2 separate regions of the Hordeum vulgare genome follow, and region 2 is linked to region 1. The links are chromatin contacts, called in public Hi-C maps. All regions are on one chromosome and are shown on one strand. Each heading gives the region's core, a stretch centred on a gene start, on an enhancer-like site or on the middle of the called end of the contact. The rest is flanking DNA. Distances are from core to core; before and after follow the strand shown. Region 1 holds the start of LOC123398995 (protein SCAI). Region 2 holds the start of LOC123399035 (RNA cytosine C(5)-methyltransferase NSUN2).

What was found. A called contact is a pair of places that touch in the nucleus more often than the background predicts.
Region 2: a contact with region 1 is called in a Hi-C map of leaf, with 4 times the contacts expected there. The contact joins the promoter of LOC123399035 here to the promoter of LOC123398995 in region 1. A contact is called at or near these places in 2 of 6 Hi-C or Micro-C datasets (leaf and seedling).

The regions. Positions count from the first base shown.
Region 1 is chr5H:468,968,668-468,974,512 of MorexV3_pseudomolecules_assembly, forward strand. LOC123398995 (protein SCAI) reads left to right here and starts at 2,331. Exons shown (of 9, transcript XM_045093431.1): 1 at 2,331-3,045; 2 at 3,878-4,084; 3 at 4,194-4,433; 4 at 5,571-5,637; 5 at 5,727-5,845. The coding sequence starts at 2,509.
Region 2 is chr5H:469,548,187-469,554,031 of MorexV3_pseudomolecules_assembly, forward strand. It overlaps LOC123399035 (RNA cytosine C(5)-methyltransferase NSUN2), which reads left to right and starts at 3,004. Exons shown (of 15, transcript XM_045093465.1): 1 at 3,004-3,316; 2 at 3,696-3,784; 3 at 4,708-4,774; 4 at 4,855-4,970; 5 at 5,633-5,699; 6 at 5,805-5,845. The coding sequence starts at 3,143.

The DNA.
Region 1 (5,845 bases), core at 1,081-3,580:
ATGTCCTGGAAGTTCATTTGGCGGCGCGGCCTGCCTAGGCGCCACGCCGCCGCGTCGAACGCGCGGGCGGCCTCGTGCGTCGTGTCGTACGTGCCAAGGCTAAGCCGGAGATCGCCGGAGCGTATCTCGGCGTAGAACCCGCCGTTGGGGCACTCGTGGACGGCGCGGTAACCCGACGCAGAACGACGGCGCGGCGGCATGATGGCGCGTCGGGAGTGGGGGCGCTGCAGCGGTGGCGGCGCGCTGGAACGGCGGCGGCGCGAGAGGTAGAGGGAGAGAGAGTGGAGCGGTGGCGGCGCGAGGGAGCGGCAGAGCTGCGGTTTTATAGGCGCGCGAGCTGCCGCCTTTTCGCGCGCGCGCGCAACCGCTTACCGCGCGCGCTGTTTTCCTGCCGCCGCTGGAGCGCGCCATTCCGTCCCGCTTGCGCTAAAATGACGGTTTACCGCGCGCGTGCCCTTTTCGCGCGTCTGTTGGAGATGCTCTGAGATCAGATAGGGAGGCTCAAGTTTGCCCAGGCTAAACAAAATTCCTGGCTCCGCCAGTGAGTATGTCTATATACATCTGTATGTAGTTCATTAGTTGAACCTTTAGAAAGACTTATATTTAGAAACGGATGGAATATTTTATAATATAAACATATGATACTATACATTACGGATATGATATTAAGGCCCTGTTTGGATACTCTAACCTGGTTAGAGTTAGAGTTAGATTCTAACCCTTGAACTAATCTGAACTAACTCTAACTCTAAAGGTGTTTGGATGGGAGGGTTAGATGGATAATAAATGCTCTTTCTCAATCATTTGGCTATTTTGGACCTCTCTCTTTTTCTGGACCCCACCTACTCTAACCCAAAAAAGCACCTCTTGAATGGCTTGGAGTTTTTGGATGGGTTAGATGCATCTAACCAATTCTAACCCATCTGTTTGGATCTTTGAGGGTTAGATGATTCGATTCAAATTTAACCCACTCTAACTCTAAACCTAGGATTCAAACAGGACGTATCATATGGATGATACTTCTAGACTAATTACCGGTCGCGGCGCACGGGACCAGAAAACCCAGGCAAGTAAAGTTAACCGGGAGTTGAGGGAATCGTTGCCGTAAAGCAGCCGCCGGTCAGCTAAGCTAATTCTGGCCAGATCTCCACGTCGCAGCAGCCTTTTAAAGCCCTCTCAGAGATTCCCAGCCTAAACCGATTTGTTAATGACCCCGGCGTCCAGCACCGCGGCGCCACGCCAGCCTGTTCCAAGCGAGCGAGCCAAAGATTTGGGCGCGGCTGGGCTGGGTGCCGAATGATTGCACGGGCAGCCAGCCACCTGCAAGGCTGCACCCACCGACCAAAGAGGCAGAGGGAGGATGCCCGCTCCGTTCTTTTTACTGCCCAGAGAATTCTCGCCCGGGCTGATGATTCCTACTACGTACTTTAGTCGATTATTACAGAGGGTTTACTCAAAAGTTTAGCTAGGCTCCTTTGGATTTTCTTAATAAAGTGTACTGGATTAGTCAGGAGGCAGCAGGGCAGGTGTATATCCTCCGATTCTCTCCCTTTGTTAATTGCGGAATGTTATTATATTAGTAGCAAATGCGATGCAGCTGTGGTGGTTAGAGGAAACTCTGAATATCCGCCGCTGACTGCGAGTTAAAGGGCAAATGAAGAGGAGCCTTCCTTCACCAAACTCTGACGAGACATAAATAAAGAAGAAACAAGAAATACCTGCCCAGCCACCTCCACCAGCACTGCACTGCAATGCAATGCAAGGGAATAGTAAGTAGTGCAGAAATCTTGATAAAATCATAAAATTATGAAACTACCAACGTCAAACTAGCGCGTACGTTGAGCGAGTCGCAGACTCACAGTCCACCCGAGACCGAGCGAGGAGGCATCATCGGTGGGTTCACAACTGAATTCCACGCCCTGCCATGGATCATCCTTGTCGCTAGCCCTCGGATGGAGATCCATACCGAATCGACGCGAACAGACTAAACATATGTCTGACAGAACGAGTCGCAGGGTCAATTCTCCGGTCCAAATCTGCTGCATTTTCTGCCTGTCAGTGCGTATCCTTTTGGCTTTCACTCCGGTCAACCGCCGGTACTTTCCCATCGGTGGTGACATGGATTCCACGCACTGACTTCACTTGCTCGATGAAAATGGGCCTACAGTCGTACACTTGTACTGTAGAGTGACAGATAAACAAAGAGCTCGGATGATTGACCCATCAGAGCCCAATTAGCGCCCCAGATGACAGCGTTTCCGCGCAGTAAAAAATAACAGCTCACCGCCACCCCCGTGCACTACTCCACTGTTTTTTACCTCTTCTCGAACGAACTGCCCCTTTTATCACTCTCTTTCCCCTCTCTCCGCACCGTCGCCATCTCACCGCGTCCTCCGCCCGTTCGCCGCCCGAATCCAAAGGACAGCGGGGAGAGAGGGAGGGACGGACAGACAGACAGACAGGGAGGGGCCGAGCGAGCCATCGCCTCCCGCGCCCAGGCCGCCGGCGATGGCCGACGGCGAGCCCTCCGGCGCGTACAGGGAGTTCAAGGCGCTGGTGGAGGCGGCGGACCGCAAGTTCGCGCGCGCGCGCGACCTGCCGCTCTACGGCGGCGGGGACCACCACAGCCGGAAGGCCTTCAAGGCCTACACGCGCCTCTGGCGTCTGCAGCAGGACCGCCGCCGGGACCTCGTCGCCGCGGGCCTCCGCCGCTGGGAGATCGGCGAGGTCGCCTCGCGGATCGGCCAGCTCTACTACGCGCGCTACCTCCGCACCGCCGAGCCGCGCTCGCTCGTCGGCGCATACGTCTTCTACGAGGCAATCTACAGCCGCGGCTACTTCGCCGCCCCCGCCCCCGCCAACGCCAACGCCTCCGCGGCCGCCGGGGGCGGCGCCAAGCACCAGGGCCTCCTGATCCGCTACAAGGAGCTGCGCTTCATCGCCCGCTTCCTCGTCGTCGCCATGCTCATGCGGCGGGCCGAGGCGGTCGACCACCTCGTTGCCCGCCTCCGCTCGCTCGTCCAGGAATCCAAGTCGGCGTATCCCGTAAGAAGCTTTTCTCCTGCGTGTGCTTTGGATTGGGGGAGCCCCAGTTAAATGACGCGTTTAGGTCTTCTCTTTGGGGGTTATTACTACTCTTTTTTTTGCGGGGGAAGCCCCAGTTACTTTGGGAAGCAGGACAGGATTGCCATCTTCATTATTGAACGAATGTACTATGTTCCTTATTCATAACAACTTGGTGTTCAACACTTGTTTTGCCAGATTTTTTTGCTATTCAAACGACTGTTTATTTTTGTACAATTCAGTTTGAGTAATTACGTCAATCCTCTTTGGTTGTGTGTCACTTATCCTGCTCCTCTTTTTTTGTTGCTCCACACTCCTCTGCTGTTTAGTTACAGAAGAAAGAGCATAAGTATCCCTCTGTATTCATGTAGGAGTAGTAGATTTGAGTGTTTTGGAGAATTGCTGATCATGGAAAGAGAGGGTTCGAGCGGATTCTTCTTTTCATAGGTGTTTGAGTCGGTGGTGATCTGAGCTTGTCAAGCAATGTGTTCTTACCCTTAGGATTTGTAATTTTTGGATTGTGTGCGGATGATGGTTGAATTTTACCACCCTCTGAAATTTAAGATATGATCAATGAACCTATTAGGGGTACATATTACAACCAAGTAACACATCAATGAACCTATGCGTAAGGAGCGAGTAGTGCATATTTTATTGCTATGCTACATGAAAGCTTTGGATTGTGCAACTTACCGTGGTGTACTTTTTTTGTGTGTTTCACCACTTACTTCTTTATTCATTTCAGTACACTAGGACATTTTAAGCCTGATTTGCTTATAATTTTGTTCTTCCTTATAACGTGACCTCTTCTTAGAAAACCAACTTCAAGGAATGGAAACAAGTGCTTCAAGAGCTTGAGAGATTCTTGAAAGCTGATGGAGCATACAAGGGATCTAGATCACTTAGATATGACAACTTGTTTGATTCTTATGCATCAAACCTTGCATCAATAGCAAGATTCCATTCGAAAAGAGTACTGAAACTGAAGGAAGCTGTATTGACAAGTTACCGCCGAAATGAGGTTACTAATATTACCCCTTCATAAATAATGCTTCTGTTCCTCTAGTTATCACTTGTTTTGGTACTATGCTGATCAGCTCCCTCACATAATGTCGTTGTATGTACTGCAGGTCAAGTTCACAGAGCTAACTTTGGACACTTTCAGAATGCTACAGTCTTTAGAATGGGAGCCCACAGGGTCTTATCAGATAGCTGTTAAAGAACTTACAGAAAATGGCACTATGAGTGATCAGAGCGGACCCTCTGGTCTGATCGATATTCACCTTTCTACAGAGATCTCTGATGGAAATCTTCCTTCAAATCCTCAAAGAGCAATCATATATCACCCTACAGTTTCTCATCTTATAGCGGTAGGCCCCTTCTCAAAATTGCTTCGCCCCCTTTAAAGTTGAAGTTTTGCATAACCATGTATAATTTTCGTGGGAAATTCCTGTCTTGAAAACAGCATTAAACAATGCTGCATGCTGACCAGTTGATAGACTGGATGCTGATAATATGGTCGATGTTTGTGATTTGGTTAGTGAAATAATGCTGTGTAGACTTGTTTCTATTGTCCACAAATATCATGCATCAGTGGGTGACTCAACAATAGAAGTGATATAGTATCGTATTATTGATATGACTAAAAAAGGGCAGCCCGGTGCATGTAGCTCCCGCTTGCGCAGGGTCCGGGGAAGGGTCCGACCACTTTGGGTCTTTAGTACGCATGAAATAAAGTTACGATAAATTCTATTAAACTGAGGATCAGTTAGGTAGAATCGTTTAAAAATAGTTAAGTGGAACCGGAGGATTTCCTGCATTCTTGCTGCAACATGGTTGGCAGGCCAGCCTCGCTAAGAGCTTGATGTGGTCATACTTTCTTAGGCTGCCTTTGCACCTTTTCAATGCTCGGGTACTTGCATTTTATAGTATGCTCACTATGTTGGCTGAGTAGTCATTATAAGATTTTCAGCTCTGTGATGTTGCGGTTCTGCTTACCAACATGGTTGTTTGCTGCAACCCAAATAATACATGGAGATATATTTAAAAGAATTCTGTGTTTAAAGTTCACCGGATTTGCCAGTGTGCATAGGAGTGTATACCTCTTCTCCCTTTTACAAGAGTAGGATGAAGTTGAATTGAATATCTGAGTTTTGAGTGCATGCATTCGAAAAAGGCACATTTACTGCCAATAATTGCTCCATAGCACGCCCACCAATAATATTGTCTTTAGAAAACATCTCCTTGTAAATAGGCATAGTGATGTTATGGTTAGCAGAACTGAACATCAAATTTTGAGCACAGGCACTGCCAAATTGGCAAATTGCACGTTCAGACCATCCTACAAATTGGTAATAATAAGTTGCTAATAATTTATGTGGGCAGTATGTTACTAGATCTTCAGACTTCAGAGACCCATATAATGTCAATCCACATTGTTCTCTCTCCTCTATTTGTGCCACCAGATTCCTCGGTCTTAAAATCCAGTTCATGAATGGTAATTGCAGGTTCTTGCCACAATCTGTGAGGAGCTCTCTCAAGATAGCATTCTGCTCATTTATATATCAGCATCAGGTTCCTTTTGTATTTGGCATTGCAATTTATGTTGCACCCTTTTGTGTTGATTAGGTTTCCCTTCTAACTTCCAACATTTATCCTTCCAGGCTTTGCTGATCAGAATGCATATCAAAAGTATGGATCTAGCTCCTCATCACGCTCAAGGCCTGCTTCTGCTTTCTCAATCGATAAGCCAAATTCGCATAGCGGTTCAGATGATCATGTA
Region 2 (5,845 bases), core at 1,754-4,253, 580 kb after region 1:
GGCTTGCCAGTTGCGAACCGACTCGGGAAAGGTCATGACAGGATAACTACTTTTGGCTCTCTTTTGAAGTCCTAAGCCCCCACACAACTAGATGATATGGGTCTTGTCATCAGTCGGATTGACCTTCTTTACCGACTAAGAATGCACAATGAAGATAGATTTAAAGAGTCCCCAGTGAGGAGGACACCCCAAGAAACACTCGCATAAAGTTACAAAGGCAGAAAGGTGGGCAATGGCATTCGGAGGGAAATGATGTAACTGCGCCCCGAAGAAGTTCAAGAACCCCCGAATAAAAGGATGAGGCAGCAGAGATAAACCTCTTTCGACGTGGGTCAGAAGGAGGACTTCATCGCGCGGCTCAGGCTTGACTTCATCGCCAGGAAGCCTCCAAGATTTGTCCGCCAGCATGCCGTGCTCGACGAGTTCGAGGAGGTCCTCCTTCCGCATAGTGGATCGGAGGAAATCCCCCTGGATCCAGCCCGGCGGCAGAGCCCGCTTCCTAGGCTTGGAGCCGCCCTTCTTCTTCGCCTTCTCTAGCTTGCCGGTTTGCCCCTTCATCACGGCTACGGCAGGGAGATTGGTTGCTGAGAGCTGGGCTGGTGGCTAAGGAGAAGGAAGATCAGAGGAGAAGAAAGAGTTGGTGCCGTTCCAAACCTTAGCGCCGACGTCTTTTATAACCAACCGACTGGGTCTCTGGCAAGTGCACCCTCAGCTTATCCCTTTGATGGCCACCGCGAGATACGTGGCGGAGATAGAGGCGCAAGAATCGAGGCGACGCGATCCACTTGATGGTGATGACGTCATCGCAACGTTGCGCGCGGCAACCGAAGTTTTCAAATCCCGAAAAATCCGGGGCTGACAGGGTGACTGGTCACATCAAAAGATCCCGTCAGATGCGCCGATTCGCTAGTTCACTCGGATCCTCAAAGTCACTTAGATACTTTGGACCAAGCAGAATCGATCAAGGCGAATGATGAAGATTTCGATCGACATCCAATTCAGCAAAACTTTGGAGAGCATTCAAATTCGGTCTGCTATATCAAGATTTGCAGCTACACCTTCACCACTCGAACCTCGATCCATTCGGGGGATAATGATGGGGTTATAGCCCTAGAGTAGGGTCATAGGCCTGACCTATAAGTCCTACCCAAGGGCACCTCATTATTAGCTTGAAGGTCACAAGATACCTACCGACTGGATTAAGACAACCTCTTGCCCACTCGGTATAAAACCACTCGAAAAATTATCTTATACTCGACGACTGGATTCCACTCGGTGAAGACCAGAAGCCAGTCGACATAGAAGGCCAGAAGCCACCTCAGGGAGGCTAACGGTCATACGTTAGACCACTGTAGTTATTTTCATTTATGCGTATGCATTTAATCTCACTTATTGCACCCTTGAAGGCTTGGCACTTATGAGGGGCCGCACACTCTATATAAGGGACCCCTCCCCTCTGGCACAAGGGTTCGCATTCTGTAACACCTGTATCCCACTCGACACAAAAGCTCGAGGGCACTAAGACGTAGGGCTATTATCTCCACCGCAGAGGGGCCTGAACTCGTACAACCTTGCCGTAGCTAGGACTCTGCCCTCTACTTTCATACCCTACTCGTCTACTGTCAGGCTTATTTCCACGACAGGAGGTTCGTCGAGTGGATTTGAGTGAAAACCTCGCTCTCGGTTTGTTGCTAAGACCGGCGACGGCGACACTGTTTTGTGTCGTTACCTTCTTGAGGGCATCGCCGTGGAGAAACTCAAGACCTCTATCCGCTACCTCTGGGGGAAACCCTTGATCAGTAGATCGGATGACGGCGGCGCTCTGGTGTCGTTTCCTCCTTGGGGGCGTCATTTTTGGAGGTGTACACGGGCTCGAGGGACCAGTGGACGGCTTCTTTGGTGGAGCGATGCTTCATCTTACTCATTGATGGTGATGCATCTCGGTCGCGTGGGGCAGTGGAGACTCGTTGTCCGATGCGCGAAGATGGACTCACGCAGGAGGAGGACGCTCTCTGACGTCATGGTGGCGTCAATGGCAGAGAGGTCTGGCAATGTCAGTGTGTTAGTTTCTACTCTAAAGATGGATTGGTGGAAGACGGCATCGACGACACATGAGAGTGCGTTGGATCGGTTTGTACCACAAACCCAACATGTGGCTCGGTTGGGGCCTCCGGCTTTAGATGTTAGGCTTTTGTGTGATGTATGTTTCGTATTAGGCTCGGACTATCGGCACCCCTTCATCAAGTGGTTAGGAGAAGCGATAATTGTTGCTAAGATGATGATTTCAGACAAACTGATGTACTACTTATAAGACCTTTGTGAATAATTAATAAAATGACCGCATGCATCATCTAGATGCACACGCGAGGAGTAATCCTCCTTTTCTAAAAAAGGTTGTTATTATTAGACGGAGGGAGTAACACAAATAAACACAAACTGAGACATGCACGAGATATGATACAAATATCATAAACCAAAGAAACACAAGCATGGCAATATGATGCCTATTGGGTGAGATGCACAATTCCCCTTTATGAACCTGTCCGTGTGGTCCACCTCCCGAGCCATCCCTCCGGGGATACCCAACCCCCCACCCCGTTATCCCTACCGCTTCATCTTTGTGGAAGGTCACGACGGCGAGGATGCTGCGCTCCGGCGAGGGATTTGGGAGGAGAGAACGATCTGCAGGGAAGAGCACAATAGGAATGATTTTTTTTTTTTTTTGAGAAAAACAAGAGGAATGGCTGTGTGCATGTTTTTTTTGAGACACAATGGCTTTGTGTACGTACAGCAGCGTCCGAGCCCATCTATCTCCTCCACAGTCATGGAGGTGTGCCCATAGGTGCCGGCCCACACGTCTACAAACTGCTAAGCCCATTAGGCTTCTCGTGTGAATTTCAGCCCATACACTACTAGTTCGCGCTTCTCCGATTCGCAATGAGCCCAACCGGAGCCCGCCTGACGTTCCCCACCCATCGCGACCTCCTCGCCTTTCTTCCCACCTCCGTCGCCGCCACTCCCTAAACATCACCAACAAACCTGCAGGCGCTCCAACTCCTGCCACCGCCACCGCCACCGCCAACTCCCTCCGCGCCGCCTCTGACGGGTCGCCGCAGCTGCGGAGCGCGCGCTAGAGGGAGAGATGGGGGGCGGCAGGAAGCGCGGGCGCTCGCAGCGTCGTCACTTCAAGCAGGAGCGCGAGAACGTCTGGAAGGACAACCCCAGGCGCCCTCCCGCCTCCGCCGGCGAAGGAGGCGAGGGCAACGGCTGGCAGCCCTTCGCCACGGAGAACCTGGCCTTCGAGGCTTACTACAAGGTGCAGACGCCTGGTTCAGATCACGCGTAGCTCCCCTTTTCGACATTTTTGGCTCGATGGCATTAACATGGAGCAGTGCCAGCCCTGTGATTTTCACGCGTCTTTCGTTCTAGAGCGCGACGATTTGTTGATTAGTGGCGGATGAGTCAATATAAGATTATTTGTAAGGCGCAGGTTTATGGATTGATGATTGCCGTATTGAGTACTGGTCTCTGGACCGCCTTGCTGCTAATAGCAGCATATCTGCCCTCCGCTGTCTTTGCTTCTGTCGGAGCGCCTTGTAGCTGAAGTCTTTCAACTGGATGCAGCATCACTTAGAAACTGTTGATGTGGCCTCTGTTAGAATCCTATTGAATGTGAATCTGTGTATGCCTTGCAGGGGCAGCAAATTGTTCCTGAGGAAGAGTGGGATGCCTTCATGAGCATGCTCCGGAAGCCATTGCCAGCCGCTTTTAGGATTAATGCGAGGTAACTTTGCTTTTTTTCTGAAACGTAAGCGTGCTGACATTTGTATGCATGACCTGGACTGAGCGCAATTGGATACTGACTCAATAATCAAGCCTACTAAACTTTTTGAACTAAGACTTTCCTAATTTTACTCTCTCCAGCAGAGAGCAACTATGGTATTGCCCTCTGCCTTTCCAACTCTGAGATGGATGCAGCAGCTGGCAGTCGCCCCTTCCTTGCATATTAGTTCCCCCACGTAACAGTTAGTGTGTATCAAGATGGACCAACATGCCAGATTCTTGATAGTTGCGACAGTACCAGTAATACTGTATTTGAGCGCGAATCTCTTTGTCAGTCCTTATTACCTTTACTGAAATAGAAACTTCTTGGCACGTTTATGTTCTAGATGAAAGTCCAGTTACTGGCTGTTAACTGTGATCAACTAAGTGAAAGATCCGCTAACTTCTCGAGAATCACATGTTGATCTGCCTCCTCATCCAAACAAGCACTTTATTTGGGAAATCTATGCTACTCTTTTCAAGAGGAGTTTTCATGAATATTTTCAATAAATTGGTGTTATTTAGTTTGTAAGCATATCTGGCATTCTGGCTGTTGCTCTCACTCTTTTCCAATCTATAGCTGTTGTGTTTTGTGGGCAAAATTTTGGACTTGAAATCATGGAGGTATACACTCGTTTTGTTGACAGCAAAGGATGATATGCTTTCTGTTCTGGTTTGCCTGCTGGTTACTTGCTTTTGTTCACCAGACACTTAAATATGAACACATCTGTCACCTTCTCATGTGTGTTTACTTTTAAAGAATATAAACACCCACCTAATAGTTAGAGCAAAAAGGCACTCTTTGTATTAGGGCTCCTTTTTACTTTTGTTTAAGGTTTGGTTCTTCTATTGTATCAAGCTAAAGGATTTTTATTTGCTTCCCAGCTGTCAGTTTTTTAAAGACATTTGTTCACAATTAGAAAATGACTTCAGGAAGTCGTTAGAGACTGAGGTAATTTCTAAAAACCTTATGCATGCATTTAAGGTATGACCTTAATATTTTCTATTTCATAATACTTTTGTCATGTACAGGTCAGTGATGACCATGAAAAAGAGGCTATTCGGCCTTTGCCTTGGTACCCTGGCAATCTTGCATGGCATTTGAACTTTTCTCGGATGCAACTGAGGAGAAACCAGGCACTTGAGAGGTAAACCGACCTTGTAGTGCATGCTGTTTATTTTGAATGAACCTTGCCAATAGTGTGTAGTATAGGGTGTGTGTACTTGACTACTTGTTAAACTGGTGTTTCATACAAACGAATATATCTTCACAACTTTCTTTTGCACAAAGTGATGTATCATGCTCTATTGAGATCATGCTTGTCCCTTAAATGTTGTGAAATCCAAATTGTTTTATGTATGATTGACCGAATCAAGTGAAATCCATCATGAATTGGTTACCAATCAACTTGCTGCTTCAATGATCTGCCTCAAGTTCTTTATTCTACAATTAACGGTTCACTGGAACTTGTCAGTTACCTCTTTTGAAAATTGTAATGTCATATTGTGTATTGCATTTGATGCTATATTTTCTTGTTGAAGTTGCTCATAAGATAGCGTGCTAATTGAATTGGTAGAGTAGCTGTCGACCTGTAGTGCCTTAAATAAGCTGATGCATGAAGCCATATTGCAAACGCCAAGGACGAGCTTGTTTGTCACGCACCCCCAAATTTCTTTGGAGAATAAAATTGTGTAACCATTGGCATGCTTAACAATATGCTGCCATTAGAAATTGTAACACTGGAAGCTCTTATACTTATATTCTAATGACATATCATTGTTAATTTAACATCTATTTTTTTTACTCCAGTTTCCATGAATTCTTGAAGCAAGAGAATGAAGTTGGTAATATTACCAGGCAGGAGGCTGTCAGCATGGTGGGTGCTTTATCTTTACTTTGAAGATGCCCTATATTGTTTATCTGTGATGCCTTACATATATCGGGGCAGTTCTTGTCTAAACAATGTATATTTCTTTTGCAGGTCCCACCTTTGTTTCTGAACGTGCAACCTGACCATCATAT